Linked DNA regions of Sus scrofa: regions 1 and 2 are each linked to region 3. Evidence: chromatin contacts called from public HiChIP or PLAC-seq data. All regions are on one chromosome and are shown on one strand. Each heading gives the region's core, a stretch centred on a gene start, on an enhancer-like site or on the middle of the called end of the contact. The rest is flanking DNA. Distances are from core to core; before and after follow the strand shown.

Region 1 (4,088 bases), core at 587-3,086, 66 kb after region 3:
GTCCCTCCATATCATGGAATAATACACATCAATAAAAGGAAATGGATTATGGACACACGCAACGACCCAGATGAGTCTCTAGAAAATTACGCTGAGTGGGGAAGAAAGCCCATTCCCAAAGTTTACATGCTGTGTGATTCCATTTACATAACACAGATCAGTGTTTGCCAAGAGTTAAGTAGTGGTGTTGCTCTAAAAAAGCAACAGGAGAGCTCCTTGTGGTGACGGAAATGTTTGGTACCTTGACTGTATCAGTGTCAATATCCCAATTGTGTGTGACACTGGCAATACTCTACATTTGAGGGGATCTGGGTAAAGGGTACAAAGGATTCCTCTGAGTTTTTTTCCTTACAAGTGCATGCAAGTTGACCATTTTCTCAAAATAAAAAATATAATTAAAATATTCCCTGTGTGGTTTTCTCTCTTGTCTAAATCCTGATACAATACCCTTCATCAGATTGGGGAATTTCTCTCCTCTTCCTCGTCTGATGAGAGTTTTAGTCAGAGTAGGTGTTGATTTCTGCCAACTGCTTTTTCTGCATCGATTTAAAAAATCATATGCTTTTTCTTCTTTTGGGTGAATTACAGTTTGATTTTAGAATGTTAAGCCGATTTTGCATTCCTGGGATAAATACTACTTCATCATGATGTATTAATGCATTTATACATTGCTGGAAAAATTTCCTTGTATTTGTTTAGGATTTTAATGCCTATTCTTATGAAATGCCCTTTCAAATATCTAGGGGAGTGCTCAATGTTTTTAGTTTCTAAAATTAAAAAAGACCTGAGCAAAAGTAGGAAAATATTAAAATTTGGTAAGGCCGGATGGTAGGTGAGCAGTAATTTGTTACATTATACTATTCTGCATTCTTCTTCTCATTCTTCTTTCTTTTCATGTGAAAAATCCTCGGCTGCAGCTTAGAAGACCAGTTCAGAGGACAGGCTGAGGACATAAAAACTGAGTTCTGCATGCTGTGGGTGATTCATGGATGGGATAGCCTTGTGTAACCTCTTCACCTAGCTAGCATTAGGCCTAACACATAGTTGGTACTCACTGAGTTTACTGAATGAATTTGGATTTGTTTAAATTATACTCCAATGCAACACTGGTGCTGTGATCCAGACTCACCCCCAGGATCTAGACAGTCACTCCCTCAGCTTCTGAAAGGACGTTGCTCATGACTCAGTTCCTCTCTGGGAATCACTCTCCACCAAAGGAAGCAGCCTTGCCCAAAGTTACAGCACCTGTCCAGATATAGCCTCTAATTATCACTGGTCAACGCAAGGATCTAAGTTTCTGGCTTCCTTCTTTAATCTGGAACTACTCTGAAGGTCATCCCAGGCTCAGAGCATTCTTTGGGATTGGCTGAGGCTTCTGCTAAAATAGTTTCACAATTCAACCTCTCCTGCCTAATTCTGCTTCCATTGCTGCCTTAGAGGTTTGACCTTGAAACTACGTTCTCCCCAAAGAACCTCCTTCATGTTAACCTCCCTCTTCCTCGGGGGAACTCCACCCAGGACTTGAATTACCCTATTTTACTTCTCCTTTCATAGCAGCTATCACTATATGAAAAAAGCTTATTCACTTAATGCTAAATACTTGCTTATTCTCTGTTGCAAGAATGTAAGCTTCCCAGGACAGATTTTTTTCATAAGTTATGCACTACTGTGTCATGTGCCTAAATACTTGTTGGAATGAAGGAATGAAAGAGATATACCTTGTCCTAAGTCTTGTACAGTCTCTCGACCTCCCAACAAGCATTCACCCGCAGAGACTCGGGACAATCCCCTGAATCCCCGCCCTTCAAGGAACGCCCCCAGGTCCAGGCAGGAGGCGGGGCCTCGCGGACGCCGCGGCCGGAGCGATGCGACTACCGGTGGTGCGGCTGGTGAGGTTAGGTCAGGTGCCCTACGCCGAACTGCTGGCGCTGCAGGAGCGCTGGCTGCGGCGGCTGCAGGCCGAGTCAGGGACCAAGGCGGGCGTGCTCTTGCTCTGCGAGCCTGCGGGGCCCGTATACACCGCCGGGCTGCGCGGCGGTCTGACGGCCGAGGAGGCGGCGCGGCTGCGGGCCTTGGGCGCCGAAGTGCGCGCCACTGGTCGTGGCGGCCTAGCCACCTTCCATGGCCCGGGCCAGTTGCTCTGCCACCCGGTACTCGACCTCCGACCCCTTGGCCTGCGACTGCGGACCCACGTGGCAGCGCTGGAGGCGTGGGCGGTGCGCCTGTGCGAGCTCCAGGGCCTACCCGGCGCCCGCGCTCGGCCCCCGCCCTACACCGGCGTCTGGCTGGGAGAGCGGAAGATCTGCGCGATTGGTGAGCGCCTCGAGGCGGGGCCGGGCCGGGGGCGGGGCCTTCGGGGCGGGGGCGGGGCCGGACCAATGGTGCTGAGAGCAGAGCTCCGGGTGGGAGGAGGTGTACCTGGCGCGGGCTTTGAATCAGGACTACTCGCTACGTTTAAAAGTTTTTAAACCTCTCTACTGATAGTTCAGAACCAGAAGGCCCCTCCGGTCACTTCGTTCAATGCTTATTTTTACTAACGGAGAGACACGAGAAATGAACTGCCAGGTTACGTCACAAGGAGAAGACAATGAGGGTGACAAAAATTTTGACACTCGTGTGTGTGTTTTTAAGGACTACCCTCGGCTTATGGTAGTTCCTGGGCTACAGGTCGAATTGGAGCTACAGCTGCCGGCCTCTGCCATAGCCACAGCCACAGCCACGTGGGATCCGAGCAGCGTCTGCGACCTACACAGCTCCCAGCAATGCCAGATCCTTAACCCACTGAGCCAGGCCAGGGATGAGACCCGCGTCCTCAGGGATACGAGCGTCGTTGGGTGCTGAGCCACAACAGGAATTCCCAAACTTTTTTTTTTAAGCAACAGAATCTCTTTGTTAAAGGACATATTCTGTAATCTCCATAATAAGTGCTGCTACTGTGGAGCCACACACCTCCCCTCCCATTTTGCCCCCTCCCCTAATCTGTACCCTTTGTGTGCTCTAGAAACAGTAGGAAAGTCATTGGTCTAGCCCAGTTTCCTCATCACACTGAGAGGGATCCTGAAGCCTGGTGAGGGAGAATATCCATTCTAAAACCCGTTGGTTTGCCTTGCAGGAGTCCGCTGCGGAAGGCACATCACCTCCCACGGCCTGGCCCTGAACTGTTCCACGGACCTCACGTGGTTTGAGCACATAGTGCCCTGTGGGCTGGTTGGGACAGGCGTCACTTCCCTGAGTCAGGAACTGCAGAGGCACGTCACTGTGGATGAAGTCATACCATCTTTCCTTGAGGCCTTTAAGGAGACTTACAAGTGCACATTGATCTCAGAGGACAGCCCCAACTGAAGGGCGTTTGTGTTAGTACAGCTTGGAGGTCCTGCCTTGTTTCCAAGGCACCACACCTGACCCGGAGGCCCTGAAACCCAGATTCTAGACTCACCATGAGCCTGTGGGCAAATCAGAAGCTCTGAGCCGTTTTTTCCATATGTATCCGGGTTTATTTATATCTTCCCCCCATCTCAGGTATAGATCTGAAGACATGGTGAAATGCAACATGTGCTATATAAATAGAAGGTGTTAGCACTACTATTGACACCATTTTCTTGGCTTAGAAAAGCTCAGATGCCATAGGGTGTCACTTCTCAAATATCTATTACTTTTTCAATACTGTATTTAATTGGGGAAAGTCTGGGCTCCAGTTCCTCTGACTTTTGTGAGACTCGTATCTCTGGATCATCCAGATGAAGGTGATGTGATGTACTTTTTCATTCTCAGGAGACCTGAGTGCTTTCTGCAACAAAAAGAAAAGTCCTCTAAAAAAATAAAATGGGAGTTCCCGTCGTGGCGCAGTGGTTAACGAATCTGACTAGGAACCATGAGGTTGCAGGTTCGGTCCCTGGCCTTGCTCAGTGGGTTAAGGATCCGGCATTGCCGTGAGCTGGTGTAGGTTGCAGACTCGGCTCGGATCCTGCGTTGCTGTGGCTCTGGTGTAGGCCAGTGGCTACAGCTCCGATTGGACCCCTAGCCTGGGAATCTCCATATGCCTCGGGAGCCCCAAGAAATAGCAAAAAGGACAAAAATAAAATAAAATA
Region 2 (3,676 bases), core at 539-3,038, 100 kb after region 3:
GGGATTAGAAGGGCTCTTTCTCAGGAAAAGAGCCAATGTGAATATTTGGTGCATCTCCCTCAGTTGGAGAGAGGATGAGACTATTTAAAAACATCTCAGGAGTTCCTGTCGTGGCGCAGCGGAAATGAATCTGACCAGGAACCATGAGGTCGCGGGTTCGATCCCTGGCCTCACTCAGTGGGTTGAGGATCTGATGTTGCCGTAAGCTGTGGTGTAGGTGGCAGATGCAGCTCGGATCTGCTGTTGCTGTGGCTGTGGTGTAGGCTGGCAGCTGCAGCTCTGATTAGACCCCTAGCCTGGGAACCTCCATATCGCGGGTACATCCCTAAAAAAATTAAAGTAAATAAATACAAACATCTCAGAAGATCTCTATGGGACAGCTACAGGTTAACAGTTCTGCTCTTAGTTTATCATTCATTCATTTATTTAAGAAATATTAAGTCCCAAGATATTAGGCGATGTGTTTGGCAAAGTAATACAATAGCAAACAAGAAAGGCACAGTCTCCGCTGTCATGGGGGGAAGGTTTAGCTCACCACTTCAGCTTTTCTACCTATAAAGGAGTTTTATTTCTATGGAGCTTTAGTTTGAACTCCTCCGCCCCTCCTCTGCAAAGGTCGAGGCTTCTTTCACCCATGTTACTGCCCTGCTTATACTACTGAGAGTTTTTAGGCATCGTTCTCTCGGGCGCGTCTTTTCCACTTAGAAACAATGCAAAGGTGCAGGCAGGAACTATGCCTAATGCATCTCTCTGCCCTCATCAACCAGGATAAGGCTTAGCACAAAGCGTGTGCTTGGTAAATACTGCTGGAATGAACAATTATGCCACATAATCTCTCACACGTCTATCGTGCTTCCAACCTTTCAAGACACTTGCATCTCCATTATCTCCTTTGATTTAGAGAGTTTGGTCGGGTGGATTCAATTAGAAGAGGATGTGAGAACACTTTGTGAAGTATGAATGGGGAAGCAGGTTATCGAACGCTCTTGCTAGTCCTGAGGCCAGGAGAATTTAGATGGCATACTTAAGGTCATGCAGCAGGAGTCTGTGCTGGAATCTACAGCTCCTGGACTTCTGTGTCTGGACTTTTCCTCCCCGCATTAGGGGTAACTGACAAAGGAAAGGTACAGACAACAGGTTTGGGGAGCCCCTGAATATGACTGCAAACTCCAGGGAGTGATGCAGTGATGTTCTGCCCAGGTCTTTGGGGCCAGTGCACCCATCACCCAGCTGCTGGGGACGTGCTGAGAGCTCCCAGCTGTATCTCTCACTACGCACTGCCCTGGGCCACAGAGAACGCTTCTACCCAAGGCTATACCCCACTCTGGGGCCCACACATGACCAGCAACAGACCGATGTGGGGATACAAACGTCTGATTCCATGGCATCAACTGGAGACCATTCTGAGGGGCCATCTCCACTCCAGAACTCCCGGGAGAATCAGCTGAGGTTTTAGCTACAACCACACTGTGAGTTAGCATCTCCCTCCGCCCACCCCTGCTTCCTTACTTCCTCACTGATGCGTCTCTCAAGAGCACACGCCCAAAACCTGCATGCCGCTCTCCATCTCCGTCTGAATCAGTCGGTCCCCCAAGAACTGTTCCCGAGCACTGAGCTGGTCCCAAAGGAGTTGTCAGTAATGACAGGAATGGGATGACAGGACATAGCTGGTTCTAGCAAAACCAAAATGAAGACAAGGCAGGGACAGAGGCTGGCAGTGAGTGTACAACTCAGCAGGATATGGTCACTGAATAAGAACTGGCCACTAGAGGGCCCCGCACTACACATCGAAAGCTCTGCTGCTGCGCCGGAGCTAAATTCTAAACTTGCCTTTGACTTGGTAGCCACCCAGCATACTGTCTGCCGTCGTCGGGGGAAACTGCTGGTATGGTCTAACGCTGCCTTTTCTTTTACCTATTCCATGAACACCAGTGTCCTAGCCTGTTCCAATACTCTGTCACCCGGCACTCTGCCCAGGTCTCTGGGCCCCACGCACCCATCACCCAGCTGCTGGGGACATATAAATGTACTCCCATAAATCGAAGCTTCCAAGCTGAGTTTTTTTTTCCACCCGCCGCTCTCATTGTTCCCAAGGGGTTCAGAAGATGAGAGATATGGGATTCCAAAGCGTTGGCTGTGACAGTTCCCACCCAGAAACGGAGCGAATTGGCAACATAATCTAGTCTGTCACTATGCCTTCTCTTCCTTGCTCCTCCAGTTTTTGCAGTTCAGATACAGGATGACATGCGAACGGCAGTGGCCAAGGGAGAAAGGGGTCATGGGAGTCTTCGCAGACGATGAAAAAGTTGGAGAACGTTGTATGCCAATGAACAAATGAATCCAATCAATTAATTTTTTTCCGCTGTGGACCTTGCAAAAAGACTTCAAGTATCATTCTGGAAGGACAGTCAGTCCTTTGCAAGCTGGGAGGCTTTCTTTATGGGGGAGGCATTTAGAGGTCTCTGTTTCAACATATACATCCTTAAAGGGACAGAGCTGAACTCTTTGGGAGGGGAAAGCGCTGGAGATTCAAGAGGAGCAGAGTTGGATTTCTACAGAGCCAGGAGGAGGGAGGGGACCTAAGGACCTGCACATGGCTCTCTCCAAGGATTTCTGGCAGTGGTGACCACGATGGCACCTGGGGATTAAACACTAAGCCATGGCTTTGGGAGCCAGATAATAGCTCTTGGTGGCCTGGTTTAGAATAGAAGGAGTAGATGCCTTGAGCAACTGGGCCAGACACATCTGATTGCAACACACCTGCTGTGACAATGAACTACAACTACAAAGGACTGAAGGTGGCTCCTCAGGTTTTTTGGAATGAGTGAGTCCTGAGGTATTTGCATATCCACACAAGTTCTGATGTTGAATGTCCCACCAACCTATTAGCTAATGAGCATGAAGCTTAATTTAATTTGTGTGTGTGTGTCTTTTTAGGGCCGTACTCGAAGCACATGGAAGTTCCCAGGCTAGTGGTCAAGTTGGAGCTGTAGCTGCCGGCCCATGTGGCAGCCACAGCAACACCAGATCCAAGTGGAGTCTACGGCCTACACCACAGCTCACGGCGATGCCGGATCCTTAACCCACTGAGCAAGGCCAGGGATGGAACCCAAGTCCTCATAGATACTAGCTGGATTTGTTTCCACTGAGCCACAATGAGAACTCCTAAAGCTAAATTTAATTTTTTATTTTATTTTATTTTATTTTTTGCTTGTTAGGGCCGCACCTGTGGCACATAAAGTTTCCCAGGGTAGGGGTTGACTCTGAGCTGCAGCTGCCAGCCTACGCCACAGCCACGGCAACCCAGGATCTGAGCCACGTCCGCAACCTACGCCATAGTTCACTGCAATGCTGGATCCTTAACCCACTAAGCAAGGTCAGTGATTGAAGCCACATCCTCATGGATACTAGTGGGTTTGTTACCCCTGAGCCACAGCAGGAACTCCAAGTTTAATTTGATTCAAATTAGAAAAATTTAATTTGATTTAGGAAAAAAATCAAGAAATACAATGTTTTTGCACTAGCTATTGAACTAATCAAATGGGTTCCATTGTTGGAGCTCAGATATCACAGGAGCAAAACTAGCCTGGCCAGGTTAATTAAAAGAAGAGTAATAATCTTTTGGGAGATTACCACGTGTTAGGCAATGCACTATTTTATTTAATCCGCAAAACAT
Region 3 (3,664 bases), core at 732-3,231:
AACGCATCACCACACATTTGTATACAAGTCCACCCACCTCCTAAATAATAGACAAAACAGTATTCTTTCTCATTTCCCCAGAGGGCCGGGGGGGGGGGTGGTTTTAACATAGAGACTTCCTGTACACTAACAACACAGCAAAAGAAAAAAAAATTTCCAATCTGATTAAAACAGTAATAAATTGTACTTACTGGAGTTCCCGTCGTGGCGCAGTGGTTAACGAATCCAACTAGGAACCATGAGGTTTCGGGTTCGATCCCTGGCCTTGCTCAGTGGCTTAAGGATCCAGCGTTGCCGTGAGCTGTGGTGTAGGTCACAGACGTGGCTCGGATCCCGAGTTGCTGTGGCTCTGGCGTAGGCCGGTGGCTACAGATCTGATTAGACCCTAGCCTGGGAACCTCCATATGCTGCGGGAGCAGCCCTAAAGGACAAAAAGACCGAAAATAAATAAATAAATAAATTGTACTTACTGTTTGGCCTGATTAACATGAACTCCTAGTGTATAGCTCAGCCATTTGTATGTCACCTGCAAGAAGAAGAAATTTTTTAAATGTTTTATGATGACTCCAGAGTGAGGGTCAGTCCCAAGGGCTCCTCAAGATTCTTACTCTCAGATGATAATGCATTATAAATTACATTAGATGCCACCCCAGTTTTGCCAAGAGCTGTCCGTCTGGGCAGGGAGGATCACGGTATTTATCTTGCAGATACTAAGAAGTTTGTATCGCAGATCAATTCATGCAAAAGAGTCTAAAAAGAAAGCCTGAATATACATAGGAAAAGCTCTTACTTTCCTCACACTCCTTGTTTTACTAAGCCCCCCCCCACATTCTGCCTTTTTTTGGGCCACCACCAGAAACTATCTTCAAACTCAACCGGAAGCCAGGTTACTCTGGACTGTATGACTCCAACTTCTGAGGAAAGGTGCAGCCATACAAACATTAGAGCGCCCACAGGTGGTGCCGGGTCAGGTAATGAGTGAAGTGGTTGAATAGTGTATCAGGGGTGAGATTGGGAACAACTGGCATCAAGCTTTGTTCCCCCTGCCATCCCTCCTTGACCTCTCCTGTCATTTGCCACTTCCTCCCAACCTGTCGAGTTTCCAACAATCAGAAAACTTACAAAGGTTAGGCAAAAGCGGTGTGATGTGGAGGAAATCACTAGCAAGAGACAAATCTAGGCTGGAAAACTGATTATCCCTTACTAACCGCAAGCAAAGACATTATCTGGTCCCTCTGCTTCAACTGCCTTTTGTAGGGATACTTCCACCGACTTCTAGCGGGTCGCTGTAAAGATTAAACGCAGTCATGTGTATCCAAGCTCACAGCAAGCCCTCAATCTTCCCGATTTGCGAAACGCACTCACATTCATCGTCTCACTTGAATCTTGACTCTAACCCTGCGAGGCAGGTCAAACCTCTATCAACACCAAACTTCCGGGAAGAGGAAAACAACGGACGGTCGGAGGGTTTGCACAACTTATCACTTAACCCGGCTAAGACACAAATTTCCTCAAGGGTAACTTAGGACTTCAAACTTGTCAGACAGGTGTAGAGAGACCTGAGAAACGCTATCAATGAACGCTCCTCCCTCCGCGCCTGACCCCCGCGGCGCGTGGTCGGGGCGCAGAGCCCAGCACGCCCACCCCAGGGACGCGGGTTCGCGCGACAAGGAGAGCTCCTCCCCGGCGAGGCCTCGCTCGCTCTGGGACACTAGGCACGGGGACGAGACCCCCTCGGCCAGTCCCCACCCGGCCACACGCACAGGGGTCAAGGCCCCCGCCGGCCTCACCGGGCCCAGGACCCCAGTCGCGCGCCCGCATCCCCCAGCCCGAAGTCCTCACGATTTTGTTCTGGTCCGTGACGAACTCGTCTATATTTTCCAGATAAAACTGGTCCGCCATGGTGCCGCCGTGCCGGGCCCCGCCGCCTCGGAGCTCCCCCGCGCCGCCACAACCGCGGCTCCCGCCGGCGGGAAACGTCTCTTTAGCCCCCCACGTCCCGGGTCGTTTCCCACGGCAACGGAAGCGACGCGCTACGGCGGCCGCCGAGGGTCAAACGAGGCTCGGAGACGGCGCTGGCTGAAGTAGGCGGGGCTAATAGGAGCGAACGGAAGTGAGGAGCCGGGGTGCGGGCGTGCCCTGCAGGCGCTGTCTGTAGAACCTTGGTTTCTACTCTCAGCTCTGCCGCTCGGTGAGCAACTCAGGGCAAAATAGCTCACCTGTAGGAGCCGCAGTCTTTCCACTTGTAAACTGATAAAATAATCCTTGCCCTTGCATGCGTGTATTCAACAAGTATTAAGTACCCCATCTATTCCAGGCACTTAGGCACTGGGACACAGCAGTGAACAATAAAGACAGAAATAAACAAGTATTTTAGTAAAGTCCTCCCAGCTGTGATAAAGTACTGCCTGTTAGAATCTCAGAATGGAGAAATTAGGGAAGGTTTTCCAGAGGGGATGAGAGAGGGGAGTGTTTGCTGGGAAGAGAAGGAATTTCATTATGGCTGGAATGCTGGGAGAGGGCAATGAGAGATGAGACAGAAGAATCCAAAGGATGCTGTGCCTTCCAAGTTGTGTGAGGGGACACGTGAACTTTATTCTCAAGAAGTTTTCAAATTGGGGAATTCCAACTAAAATGTCTCCTAACATCAGCTAAAATACCCTTCAGCATAAGCCAGTGAATTTCAGTAGGGCAGCCTAATGGATAATGGAGCAGGCTCTAGAGTTAGACCTGGGCTTTGAATCTTGGTTTTGATATTTGTTGTGTGGACTTAGGTAAGTTATTTAACCACTGCAAGCCTGTTTCCTATCTCTAAGATGGAAATAGTAATAGCACCCTCTTCAAATGTTGGTTGCAACATGCATTTATTCAAGGTAAAGTCAGCCAAAGCCCACTAAGGGCCAGGCATTGTTCTGGGTGCTGGGGTACTGGAGATACAGCTGTGATCAGTATTACACAGAGCCTGTTCACAAGTAGCTTCCATTTTCTTGGAGATTTTTTTTTTTTTTTTTTTGGCTATTTTCTTTGCTCTTCCATTATAGCACTTGCATTAATTCTGTACCTCTCCTCTTGTCTCAGTCATTTAGACTACATGGAAATCCATTGTCTATTTTTCTTTTTTTTTTCTTTTTTTTGTCTTTTTGCTGTTTCTTTGGGCTGCTCCCACGGCACATGGAGGTTCCCAGGCTAGGGGTCCAATCAGAGCTGTAGCCACCGGCCTACACCACAGCCACAGCAACTCGGGATCCGAGCCGCGTCTGCAACCTACACCACAGCTCACGGCAACGCCGGATCGTTAACCCACTGAGCAAGGGCAGGGACCGAACCCGCAACCTCATGGTTCCTAGTCGGATTCGTTAACCACTGCGCCACGACAAGAACTCCTCTTGGAGATTTTTAAGTGAGGGATAGTAGAGCCTTAAAATAGGGTACATATGGAGTTCCCGTCATGGTGCAGTGGTTAATGAATCCAACTAGGAACTATGAGGTTGCGGGTTCGATCCCTGGCTTTGCTCAGTGGGTTAAGGACCTGGCGTTGCCGTGAGCTGTGGTGTAGGTTGCAGATGTGGTGTGGCTGTGGCGTAGGCTGGTGGCTACAGCTCTGATTAGACCCCTACCTGGGAACCTCCATATGCTGCGGGAGCGGCCCTAGAAATGGCAGAAA

What was found. HiChIP or PLAC-seq counts read pairs in DNA pulled down with a chosen protein or histone mark.
Region 1: a contact with region 3 is called in an H3K27ac HiChIP or PLAC-seq map of alveolar macrophages. The contact joins the promoter of LIPT2 here to the promoter of POLD3 in region 3. A contact is called at or near these places in 1 of 47 Hi-C or Micro-C datasets (liver) and 1 of 2 datasets of contacts at active chromatin or transcription factors (alveolar macrophages).
Region 2: a contact with region 3 is called in an H3K27ac HiChIP or PLAC-seq map of alveolar macrophages, with 6 times the contacts expected there. The contact joins the enhancer-like site here to the promoter of POLD3 in region 3. A contact is called at or near these places in 2 of 5 promoter capture datasets (fetal liver and liver), 11 of 47 Hi-C or Micro-C datasets (alveolar macrophages, blood, embryonic fibroblasts and 7 more) and 2 of 2 datasets of contacts at active chromatin or transcription factors (alveolar macrophages and skeletal muscle).

What each region holds. Positions count from the first base shown.
Region 1 is chr9:8,838,355-8,842,442 of Sscrofa11.1, reverse strand. LIPT2 (putative lipoyltransferase 2, mitochondrial) reads left to right here and starts at 1,836. Exons shown (of 2, transcript XM_003129640.5): 1 at 1,836-2,313; 2 at 3,113-4,068. The coding sequence starts at 1,866. The coding sequence ends at 3,342. LOC106504801 (a long non-coding RNA gene) reads right to left here and starts at 1,809. Exons shown (of 3, transcript XR_001298608.2): 1 at 1,719-1,809; 2 at 1,130-1,245.
Region 2 is chr9:8,802,788-8,806,463 of Sscrofa11.1, reverse strand. The region is part of intron 1 of LOC106504800 (a long non-coding RNA gene); the gene reads right to left. The region is part of intron 1 of LOC110255398 (a long non-coding RNA gene); the gene reads left to right. Among named protein-coding and RNA genes, the nearest start is that of KCNE3, 17 kb to the left of the region's middle. Within about 2 kb of position 1,788, at least 10 of the 83 cell types and tissues checked have an H3K27ac peak or open chromatin away from gene starts, as enhancers often do. A contact at or near this core is called in alveolar macrophages, where this site is marked.
Region 3 is chr9:8,904,808-8,908,471 of Sscrofa11.1, reverse strand. POLD3 (polymerase (DNA-directed), delta 3, accessory subunit) reads right to left here and starts at 1,981. Exons shown (of 14, transcript NM_001244235.1): 1 at 1,843-1,981; 2 at 471-526. The coding sequence starts at 1,902.